2 separate regions of the Sus scrofa genome follow, and region 2 is linked to region 1. Evidence: chromatin contacts called from public HiChIP or PLAC-seq data. All regions are on one chromosome and are shown on one strand. Each heading gives the region's core, a stretch centred on a gene start, on an enhancer-like site or on the middle of the called end of the contact. The rest is flanking DNA. Distances are from core to core; before and after follow the strand shown.

Region 1 (5,981 bases), core at 1,650-4,149:
CCGGATCCTTAACCCACTGAGCAAGGCCAGGGATCGAACCTGCAACCTCATGGTTCCTAGTCGGATTCATTAACCACTGTGCCAGGACAGGAACTCCCTGACTGAGGTCTATTTAACCATCCTGGATGATCTTCCCTGAGTTTTATTCCCAGAACTCACCACAGACTCTACATATGACCTAGTCAGTGAGGAGTATAGGATACCTTGTTATAAGCAAGTTTGTACATATATTTGTAGTAATAGAAAGCAGTTATGTTTACGAGGTGAAAGGCATTATGTTAAGCACATTACATGTGTTATCTTCTGTAATCCTCATAACCACCCTTCTAATTAAGAGACAGACTTATCCTCTCTTTGCAGGTAAGAAAACTGTGGCTGAGGAGTTCCCATGTGGCACATCCAGTTCAGGATCCAGCATTGTCACTGCAGGGGCTCAAGTCACTGCTGTGGTGTGGATTTGATCCCTGGCTTAGGCTGTGGGTGTCTCCTAAGAAAACTGTGGCTGAGAGAGGTGGCATAACTTGCTTAAGACCATCCAGTTATAGGTGGCAGAGAACTTGAACCCAGGTCAGACAGGCTCTTTTACAGTGTGCTCTCCCGGGGCTTCTCCCCCCAAGTTTATTAGAGGCACTCACTGCTTAGGGGGCTATAGGCAGCCCACAGTGAGCTATATGATCGTATTGTCAACTGATTTTGCTCAGGGTGACTCGGCTGCAAAAGTCTTTGGATCTGACTGAGCTGCTCCCACATGGCTGTTTTCTTTTTTGGGTTCACACCCTCTGTCACATCCTTTCCACTAAGCTTAGCTCCTGTAGTAATCTCCAAAGGCTGCTGTAACAAATGATCACAAACTTAGTGCACTTAAGACAATACAAACTTATTATTCTACAGTTCTGGAAGTCAGATGTCTAAAATGGGCCTCACAGGGCTGTGACGAAGGAGTCGGCAGAGATGCATTTCTTCCGGAGGATCTGTTCCTTGCCTTTCCCTTTTCTAAAGGCTGCCTGCATTCCTTGGCTTGTGGCCACAACACTCCATCTTCTTCTGTCATCATGTCTCCTGCTCTGACCATGACCCTTCTGTCTCCCTCTTATAAGAGCCCTCTGAGGAGTTCCCTGGTGGTGCAGCAGGTTCAGTTTGTTTGTTTGCTTTTTAGGGCTGCACCTGCAGCATATAGGCTAGGGGTCAAACTGGAGCTGCAGCTGCCAGCCTAGGCCACAGCCACAGCAATGCGGGATCTGAGTCTCATCTGCCACCTACATTGCAGCGCACAGCAATGCTGGAAGGATCCTTAACCCACTGAGTGAGGCCAAGGATCGAACCCACGTCCTCATGGGTCCTAGTCTGGTTTGTTACTGCTGAGCCACGACAGGTCAACTCCTGTGACACAGGTTTGATCCCTGGCCCTGGAACTTCTGCATGCCTCGGGTGTGGCCAAAAAGAAAGAACCCTGTGAAATTATCATAGCATTTTTAATCAATTATAATTCAAGAAAACTTAAAAAAAAAAAAAGAACCCTCTGTTACACTGACCACCTGGATAATCCACAACAACCTCCTGATTTTATTTTATTTTTTATTTATTTATTTTTGTCTTTTTGCCATTTCTTGGGCCACTCCAGTAGCAATATGGAGATTCCCAGGCCAGGGGTCTAATCGGAGCTGTAGCCACCAGCCTATGCCAGAGCCACAGCAACATGGGATGCAAGCAGCGTCTCCAACCTACACCACAGTTCACGGCAACGCTGGATCCTTAACCCATGGACCAAGGCCAGGAATCAAACCCGCAACCTCATGGTTCCTAGACGGATTCCTTAACCACTGCACCACAACAGGAACTCCCAATCTCCTGATTTTAAGGTCAAGAGATTAATAGCCTTAGCCTCCCTTGCCATGTAACCTGACATAGTCACAGGTTCTAGGGATTAAGACATGGGGGATCTGGGTGGGGGGGAGTTGTTTCATCCACCACAGCCTCCCAATACACCACATAAACACACACACACACACACACCTGGTTTCTCATGTGACCTGGATTCCAGGTCCTTCCCCTTCCTGTGGATCCTGCTCATTTTCCTATGGATGCATTCTGGTTCTCTGTTCAGTTAATAACCATTTATAGAGCACCTATTGTGTGCCAGGCATTTTGCCAGGGGCAGGGGAGACCAAGATAAAAAGACATCATCCCTGCCCTGAAGGTGCTCACATTTTAGTGAAGCTGACAGAAAAATCATGAAAGACCAGCAAATATGCCAATTCTTGGGATGAAAGGGAGCACAGGTGGTGAAGGGGGCACTCAGAACTTGGGGTCTGGGGTAGGAAAGTTTATGCACAGATACAGCTTACTGCTCCTATTCCTTTCAAGATCCACAAAATCAAAACAGTAGGATTCATTAGGGAAAATGAGGATCTGGGGTCTGGTCTCAGGCATCGCTAACTTGTTGATGCCCAGTGAGTCCAGGCAGAGCTGTGTGGCCCAGAAGCCGAGACGCACAAGGGCACACAGAGCTGCCTCTGTGCTCCTGAGGGCCTTGCTTCAGTCTGGGAGCAGCGGCGGCCAGCAGGAATTACTCAGTACCGAGGTACGGGGGACCCCTGCCAAGTGGAACAAGCGCTCTACTGTCTCCCAGCGGGATGGGCTCTCCCAGAGGGGTGATCCTCTCACTTCCCCAGGAGCAGCCTGACTTAAGAGAAGGTCTTACTTTGAAAGGTGGAAAAGGAAAAAAATTGTTAGATAAAATATACAAAGACAGAGTTGAGTGCCTCTCTGCATCTCAAATGTGGAGTCTGAAGGAGGAGCCAGAACTTGTAAGCTTTTGATGATTTAATGTGTGTTTTAGATACCAGACCACCGCCCAGGACCCTGGATGTGCCTGGTGATTGACCTTTGTTCCGGCCTGATGGCCAATTTGTAACTGTTACCACTGGACACCTGAAGCTGTATGTTCCTGCCCATGGATGTTTCATAGGAACCAGCTGGCCTTGTTTCTAGCTCTATACTGAACCCTACTGTCTTCTTGCAGAAACACAAATATATGCGTACGTGTGTAAGTGTATTTTTTTCTCGTGTTCCTGTTTAACCTGCCTCACTATGACAAACCAGGGTTTCTTTCTTTTTTAAAAAAATTATTTATTTTTTTTGTCTTTTTGTCTTTTCTAGGGCCCCTCCCGCAGCCTATGGAGGTTCCCAGGCTAAGGGTCTAATCAGAGCTGTAGCCACCAGCAACACAGGATCCAAGCCGCGTCTGCCACCGACACCACAGCTCACGGCAACGCCGGATCCTTAACCCACTGAGTGAGGCTAGGGATCAAACCCTTAACCTCATGGTTCCTAGTTGGATTCATTAACCACTGAGCCACGACGGGAACTCTGGCAAACCAGGGTTTCTTATTTTAAAAAATAAGACACACACACACACACACACACACGAGGAAATTTCCTATTGGCACATGACCAGCATGTTTAGGTAAGACTGATTTCATGTTCAATCAGGCAACTTTGTGAAATCACTAGTATTTGTACAGAGCTTTATAGTTGGTCAAAGGTGTTCGTGGTCACTGAATTTTTTACAAAACACTGTCCTCGATGGGGATGGGGGTCCATTAAGCCTTAAGAACCTCTCATATCCAGAGTCCCTTCTGAATACATTGACTCAATGTGGACTTTTCATGTTTTCCTCTATTGAATAAAATACATTCTGTACTTCATCTACAAAGGACTAAACCCGGGACAAATGTACTCTTAGTCCTACCTGATTGTGGCCATCAGGCTCAGCCTGAATGTCTCCTGCAACATAAGCATCACTTCCCAAGGCATCTTTGCTTGGTTCTGCCAATGGCAGAAAGATATTTGTAGATTCCCCTAGCATGTCCACAAGAGGGCCTTGAGAGACACCGTCAAGGGGTTTGGTGTGGGCCCAGCACAGGTTTTCTATATTAGAAATAACCAGCCTTATATGTATGACCAGGTCACTTTGCTGCATAGCAGAAACTGACAGAACATTGGAGTTTCCTTCGTGGCTCAAGGGTTAACAAATGTGACTAGTACCCAGGAGGATGCGGGTTCAATCCCTGGCCTTGCTGGATGGGTTAACGACTCAGCATTGCCATGAGCTGTGGCGTAGGTCACAGACACGGCTTGGACCTGGCATTGCTGTGGCTGTGGCCGGCAGGTGCAGCACCAATTCGACCCCTAGCCTGGGCACCTCCACATGCCTTGAGTGCAGCCTTAAAAAGCAAAAAAAAAAAAAAAGAATAACAAGGGATCACACAGAAAATATGGCCTTTCCCCTCTAAACAATGCACAAGGCCTGCTATTTATCCCAGTCCTTGAAGTACTGGGACTAGGAGTTACCCTGTGGCTAAAGAAAATGTCTTGCTTCTTTATAATAAGCCTTCATTAATGAGAGGGCTATGGAGGCTTTTCCTCCTTAAAAAAAAATTTTTTTTTTTGGCCAAGTCCATGGCATGCAAAAGTTCTTCAGCTGAAAACTGAACCCATGACACAGTGGTAACCAGAGCCACAGCAGTGACAATGCTGGATCCTTAACCTGCTGAGTCATGAGGGAACTCTTCCTCTTGAAACTTTAAAAAAATCAAACTAGGAGTTCTCTGATGGCCTAGCGAATGTTGTCACTGCTGTGGTTCAGGTTTGATCCCTGGCCAGGGAACTTCCACAGGACATAGGCTCGGACAAAAAAAAAAAAAAAAAGAGTCAAACCAACCATTTGCAAATATTTTCTCCAAGTCCACAGACTGCCTTTTTTTTTTTGATTGAAGTTGATTTTAAAAGCTTTATAGCTGATTGACAAGACTGCGATAATTTCTGCTATACAGCAAAGTGATTCAGTTACACATGTACACACAGCCATTCTCTTTCAGGTTCTTTTTCCACACAGATTATCACAGAATATTGGGTAGAGTTCTCTGTGCTGTACAGCAGCAAAGGTTGTCTTTTCATCATTTTTTGTTTTTTAGGGTTTCCTTTGCTGTACAAACGCTTCTAAGTTTGATTAGGTTCCACTTGCTTATTTTTGCTTTTATTTCTATTGCCTCAGGAGTCTGATCTAAGAGAACACTGCTACGATTTATGACAGATAATGTTTTGCCTATGTTCTCTTCTAAGAGTTTTATGGTGTCTTGTCTTGTTTCAGTCTTTAAGCCATTTTGAGTTTATTTTTGAGCAGGGTGTGAGGGTGTGTTCAAACTTAAATGATTTACACGACACTGTTCAACTTTCCTAGCACCACTTGCTAAAGAGACTTTTTCTGCTTTATATATTCTTGGTAATTGTCCATAGGTATGTGAGTTTACTTTTACTCTCTATTTTGTTCCACTGATCTGTACATCTATTTTGAGGGGCCAATACCACATTGTTTTGATTGCTGTAGCTTTGTAGTATTGTCTAAAGCCAGGAGGGTTATGCCTCCTGCTTTGTTCTTTTTCCTCAAAATTGCTTTGGCAATTCTGGGGCTTTCATGGTTCCATGTAAGTTTTAGGAACATTTGTACTACTGCTGTGAAAACTGTCATGGGTAATTTGATAGAGATAACTTTAAATCTATAGATTGCTTGGCCATGGATAGTACGGCCATTTTATTTATTTATTTATTTATTTATTTATTTATTGTCTTTTTAGGGCCACACCCAAGGCATATGGAGGTTCCCAGGCTAGGGGGTCTAGTCAGAGCTATAACCGGCAGCCTATACCATGGTCACAGCAACACAGGATCCAAACTGCTCCTGCAACCTATACCACACGCCACAGCAACACCAGATCCTTAACCCACTGAGCAAGGCCAGGGATCAAACTCACGTTCTCACAGATGCTAGTCAGGTTTGCTAATGGCTCAGCCACGACGGGAACTCCGAGTATGACCATTTTAACAATATTAATTCTTCCAATCCAGGAGCATGGGATATCCTTCCATTTCTTTGAATGATCTTCAGTTTCTTTTATTAATGTTTTGTAGTTCTTAGCAGA
Region 2 (6,709 bases), core at 2,240-4,739, 140 kb before region 1:
ATTTGGCATTGCCATGAGCTGTGGTGTAGGTGGCAGATGCGGCTCGGATCCCACGTTACTGTGGCTGCGGTGAAGGCTGGCAGCTGCAGCTCTGATTAGACCCCTAGCCTGGGAACTCCACATGCTGCAGTGAGGCCCTAAAAAGCAAAAAAAGAAAAAAAAAATACACACACACACACATATGGAACTCATAACTCAATAGCAAAAAAAAAAAAAAAAAAAAAAACTAACTTCACAATCAAATTTAAAAGGGGGGGGGCAGAGATCTGAATAGACATTTTTCCAAAGAAGACACACAGATGGCCAACAGGTACATAAAAAAAACACTCAAGGGAGTTTCTGTCATGGCTCAGCAGAAAAACGAATCTGACCAGTATCCATGAGGATGCAGGTTCAATCCCCAGCCTTGCTCAGTGGGCTAAGGATCTGATGTTGCTGTGAGCAGTGGTGTAGGTCGCAGCTGTGGCTCAGACTCTGAGTTGCTGTGACTGTGGTGTAGGCCATCAGCTGCAGCTCTGATTCTACCCCCAGCCTGGGAACTTCCATATGCTGTGGGTACGACCATAAAAAGCAAAAAAAAAAAAAAAAAAAAACACTCAATATCACTAATCATCAGAAATGTAAATCAAGGAGTTCCCACAGTGGCACAGCAGGTTAAGGATCCAGTGTGGCCACAGCTGTGGCATAGGCCACAGCTGCAACTCTGATTCAACCCCTGGCCCAGGAAATTCCACATGCCACATGCAGTGGGAAAAGAAAAGAAGGAGTTCCTATCACGGCATGGCGGAAAAGAATCTGACTAGGAACCATGAGGTTGTGGATTCGATCCCTGGCCTCACTCCGAGGGTTCAAGGATCTGGCATTGCTGTGAGCTGTGGTGTAGGTCACAGACATGGCACAGATCCCGAGGTGCTATGGCTGTGGTGTAGACTGGCAGCTGTAGTTCCAGTTCAACCCCTAGCCTGGAACTTCCATGTGCCACGGGTGTGACCCTGAAACAAAACAAAACAAAACAAAAAAAAAGAATGACAAGTGTTTGAAAGGATGTGGACAAAAGGGAACTCTTATGCAGTATTGATATAAATGTATGTTGGGGCAGCCACTATGGAAAACAGTAGGGAGGTTCTTCAAAAAATTAAAATCAAATTACCATGTGATTCAGCTATTCATCTGAAGGAAACAAAAACACTAACTCAAAAAGCTATCTGCACCCCCTGTTTACTGCAATATTATTTACAATAGCCAAGACGTGGAAACAATGTGTCTATACACACACAATGGGATATTATTCAGCCATAAAATAGAAGGAAATTCTGCCATTTGCGATGATACAGATGGACCTTGAAGGCATTCCACTAAGTGAAATAAGTCAGAGCGAGACATACTGTATGATCTCACTTACACTTAGAATCTTAAAAAAAAACAAATAAATAAAAACTGAACTCATAGATCCTGAGAATAATAGCGTTTGCCAGAGGTTGGGGGTAGAGGGTGGGCAAAATGGGTAAAAGGGGTCAAAAGGTACAAACTTCCAGTTACAAAATAAATAAGCCCTGGGGACATAGTGTACAGCATGCTGACTATAGCTAACAATACTGTACTGTGTATGTGTAAGTTACTACAAGAGTAAATCTTAAAAGTTCTCATTATAAGGAAAGAAAAAAACCTACGTGTGGTGATGGACATTAACTAAACTGATACCGTATTAATCATTTCACAGTATAAACATATCAAGTTACTTTGTATACCTAAAATTAATGTTATATATCAATTACATCTAAATGAATGAATGAATAACCTATACTGACTGGATTGAAATCAGAAAGGCTAAAGTAAACATATTAAAAATGTATTAAAAGAAAAAAAGTTGGTGACCTGGCAAAGTCACCAACTTGACCACAAGTTCTTAGAAGACATGAACACAAGATCTTTTCTTTTCTACAGCCTCAAGGCATAGGTGGCCCAGTGCTCTGAAATTAGCTACTATGTATTTGGTCAATAACACTTACTGAGATGCTACTATGTGCCAGGCACTGTACCAGGTGCTCTGGTTATACTGAGAAAACAAGAAAGACAAGATTCTTTATAGAAACATATAATTTTCTGCCTTTTTTTTTTTTAAGGGCCGTACCCGCAGTCTAGGAGGTTCCCAGGCTAGAGGCAGAATAGGAACTGTAGCTGCCGGCCTATGCCACGGCTACAGCAATGCCAGATCCTTAACCCACTGAGCAAGGCCAGGCATCAAACCTGCACCCCCAAGGATCCTAGTCAGGCTTGTTTCTGCTGTGCCATGACAGGAACTCCAAGAAACATATAACTTTTTAAACACTGGCTGGGTTAATAAATCTGAACCACAAAATGTCATAGCTAGGAGTGACATTAGTAATTAATTCATACAATTTACTCATAAATGTGGACAAAGACCTAGAAAAGTTCATTGGCAAGCTCAAAATAAATGTAAGGATTAGATTAAATCAGCATTCCCAAACCAAATTTTCTAGAACCTTGTATTTCTGTGCAATGATCACTGTTCCATATACATATAGCTGAGAAAGTGGGGAGAAGGAAAAAGGAGGTATTATAGTGAAATAAATAAATTGAAAACACTAGTGAAACAATCTTTTTAACAAAATGCTCAGCCTTTAAAAAAACTTTTTATTGACATATATGTGCTGTAGAGTATTACATAAATTGGTATACAATATACTGATTCACAATTTTTAAAGATTATACTCCATTTATAGTTATTCTAAAACAGCGGTATATTTCTTGTGTTGTACAATATATCCTCATCGCTTATTTTATATCTGTTTGTACCTCTTAATCCCCTACCCCTATACTGCCCCTCCTCCCTGCCCTTTCCTCACCAATTAACCACTGGTTTGAAGAACACTTAGCCTTCAATATGGTAAGAAGGGTAGTGAGTCTCCTGCTTTTGCAAAATTATTTTGACTTCTTTTTTAATGGAACACATACTTAGTCAAGAGTCAGATGATCTCTACGGTCTCTGTCACCTCCAAAATTCTATAAAGTGATCTAAGAATAGCAGTCTCAGAAAGTCTTTATTTCTGGGAAGATGGGTTAATAGGCCAATGCCTTCCAAAAAAATATTCATTCATCATTTATCCACCCATTCATTAAATCACTTACATTTATAGTCTCTCTTTCCCACAGCCTCACATGCACACACATGTCCTCAAATTGGATAGACACAAGCACAGGAATAAAATTTTAACTTTCAGTTGAATCAGATCAAACTAAAAAGGTACTCATAAAAAAGGGAGGGTGAGAACACGGTCTTTCTACAATGCCACCTTAAGCAGGTGTTCTGGAAAGTAATGCCTGGGAAAAGTTACATTTCCCTACTATTCAATAACCCAAACAGCTGGAGAAAAGTCTTTGCAATTCTGAGAATAGCAGCTGGGCGCAAAGAAAATGCTGCAGAGAGAGAGAGAGAGAGAGGAGCAGTCACAGAGGACACAGCAGAGGCGCCCTTCCCCAGCTCCGTCCCGAGTGATCCTCAGCCTTTATGTGCCTCAGCCTTCTTGCTTCCTTCCCCTTCAACCCACTTGATTTTCCTGTTTTCATCTCTGACCTTTTTGCAAGTCTTCTCTTTCCACCATGTGATTGGATAAGTTGTATGACACACTGGCAGCTGGCCAGAGAGTCTTCCCAGAAGAGAGCCCACTTTTCAGGAAACCCTCCCTTGTTTCCAGTGAAGGGAAGATGATAGAGAAGAGAGGGAGCAAAGAGTGAGAGGATGGTGAGTTCGAACAGCTTACTAAGATCTGACAACTCAAGCAGGTACCTGTTCACCAAAACAGATGCCAGCTGTGTCCAATTCATACTTAGTACACACACATAATTTTTTTTTTTTTGTCTTTTGTCTTTTGAGGGCTGCACCCACAACATATGAGGTTCCCAGGCTAGGGGTCTAATCAGAGCTGTTGCTGCCAGCCTACAGCACAGCCACAGCAACGCGGGATCCAAACTGTGTCTGCAACCTACCACAGCTCACGGCAACGCCGGATCCTTAACCCACTGAGCGAGGCCAGGGATCGAACTTGAAACCTCATGGTTCCTAGTTGGATTCGTTAACCACTGAGCCACGACAGGAACTCCAGCACACACATAATTTTTAAGCTTGTATATATCTCTTTGTATGTCAAACATCAATGTTAAATGTCTTTAATATGAGAACACCATTGACAGTAATGGCTCATGTTCCCTCAGATACATATTTTCTTGAAGTGATAAAAACAGAAATAAAAGTATATTTAAAGCATATATCATGTGGTAGCCCTCTTGTTAAATTTCCCAAACATCCTCCCCACCTCCTCTCCCCCAGTCACAGAACCTACACATTGGGAACCCCTGATACACACCAAATTTACATACACCTTATCTAATCTCATACAAACAGATTTTCAGAAGAAAGATCAAGTGGGCAAACGATTTTCCTAAGGAATTTCCCATATATATATATGAAATAATAATTTAATAATTATTTAATAATAATCTCCCATATATTATATATCTATTTTTGGCCATGCTAGTGGCAAACAGAAGGTCCTGGGCCAGGGATCAAACCCATAGCTGTAGCCTGAGCCACAGCAGTGACAATGCCGGATCTTTAACCCACTGAGCCGCCAGAGAACTTGGCCCTAATTTCCATATTTATTTATACAGTTAAGCACTAAATAATTTTCAGTATGTGCCCATGTGTAATATCTTACACAATACCTATAACAATTTGGGGGATCAGGTTCTAGCATCTTTATTTTCAGAGGGGGGATCCTCCTCCACTTCCCAATCTCCAAATGCTAATGAGCCCCAGGAATCAGACCTGGATCTTCACCTCTTGTCTATCCACACTCACTTCCAAAACACTCACACCCAGGTGCATGATTTAATGGCACTTAGATGCAGACAATTTCTAAACTTTTATCTTAGAACTCCCATCTCAAATATCCAATTATGTCTTCAACATCTCCACTTGAGAGTTAATAAGCATCTAAAGCCAATATAAAAACACTTGATTCCTGCAATAACAACACACACCACACCTCTCTCCTCCCCCACGTTCAACATCTCACTAAATGCCACAATTATTCACCACATTGTTTGAGCAAAAAATTCAGAGGTCAGTCTTGACATCTCTCTTTTTCTCACATCCAAACCATCACTGATTCTATCAACTTAGCTTCAAAAAATCACACATCTAACAATTTCTCACTACCCCATTTTCAGTCACTATTTTCTTCTTGGCATGAGCATCAAGAAGGCTGAATTGTGTCAGTTTTATACTCTCTTATATCTGCAATGTCTGACACACAATAAATGCTCAATCAATAGGTAATGAATAAATGACTACTGGCTCAGAGAGGTGATAGGACGCAGAAAAGAAGATAATGACAAAAGCCATGTCTGTAAACAACAGCAGCATCTTCTCAGATCCACCTCTTAAGAGTATTGACAATAAAAACAAAACTAAACAAATGGGACCTAATCAAACTGAAAAGTTTCTGCACACCAAAGGAAACCCTAAATAACACAAAAAGACAACCCACAGAATGGGAGAAAATCTTTGCAAGTGAATCGACTGACAAGGGATTCATCTCCAAAATTTATAAACTTCTGCAGCTCCATACCAAAAAAACAAACCACCCCATCCAAAAATGGGCAGAAGATCTAAACAGACACTTCTCCAAAGAAGACATACAGATGGCCAAAAAACACATGAAAAGATGTTCAACGTCACTCATTATCAAAAAAATGCAAATCAAAACCACTCTGAGGTACCACCTTACACCAGCCAGAATGGCCATCACCCAAAAGTCTACAAACAATAAGTGCTGGAGAGGGGGTGGAGAAAAAGGAACCTTAGTACACTGTTGGTGGAACTGTAAATTGGTGCAACCACTGTGGAAAGCAGTATGGAGATGCCTCAGAAAACTAAACATAGAACTACCATTTGACCCAGCAATCCCACTCCTGGGCATCTACCCAGAGAAAACCACGACTCGCAAAGACACATGTACTCTGATGTTCATTGCAGCACTATTTACAATAGCCAAGACATGCAAACAACCTAAATGTCCATCGACAGAGGAGTGGATCCAGAAGATGTGGTACTTATACACAATGGAATATTACTCAGCCATTAAAAGGAATGAAATACCGCCATTTTTAGCAACATGGATGGACCTAGAAATTATCATGCTAAGTGAAGTCAGCCATACAATGAGACACCAACATCCAATGCTTTCACTGACATGTGGAATCTGAAAAAAGGACAGACTGAACTTCTTTGCAGAACAGATGCTAACTCACAGACATTGAAAAACTTATGGTCTCCGGAGGAGACAGTTTGGGGTGAGGGGATGTGCTTGGGCTGTGGGATGGAAATCCTGTGAATTCAGATTGTTATGATCATTATACAACTACAGATGTGATAAATCCATTTGAGTAATAAAAAAATAAAATTACAAATTCTAAAAAAAAAAAATAAAGTTACTCCAGAGAAATTGAAAAAAAAAAAAAAAAAAGCCATGTCTGGAACCCAGATCTCCACATACATAATGCAGGATTGTTCCCACTATTCCATATTATCTTTGGAAATTTTAAAAGAAAAAAGAGAAGGGGGCTAAAGAGCACCACCCTTCATTCTTACACTTGTTTTTCTTTTTACCTTTTATACTCCTCTCTC

Evidence for each region. HiChIP or PLAC-seq counts read pairs in DNA pulled down with a chosen protein or histone mark.
Region 2: an H3K27ac HiChIP or PLAC-seq map of alveolar macrophages shows a contact between it and region 1. The contact joins two enhancer-like sites. A contact is called at or near these places in 2 of 2 datasets of contacts at active chromatin or transcription factors (alveolar macrophages and skeletal muscle).

What each region holds. Positions count from the first base shown.
Region 1 is chr6:147,347,424-147,353,404 of Sscrofa11.1, reverse strand. It overlaps a transcript of JAK1 not described here. Among named protein-coding and RNA genes, the nearest start is that of MIR101-2, 20 kb to the right of the region's middle. Within about 2 kb of position 2,899, at least 8 of the 83 cell types and tissues checked have an H3K27ac peak or open chromatin away from gene starts, as enhancers often do. A contact at or near this core is called in alveolar macrophages, where this site is marked.
Region 2 is chr6:147,485,386-147,492,094 of Sscrofa11.1, reverse strand. All of the region lies in intron 1 of JAK1 (Janus kinase 1), which reads right to left. Among named protein-coding and RNA genes, the nearest start is that of JAK1, 60 kb to the right of the region's middle. Within about 2 kb of position 3,489, at least 4 of the 83 cell types and tissues checked have an H3K27ac peak or open chromatin away from gene starts, as enhancers often do. A contact at or near this core is called in alveolar macrophages, where this site is marked.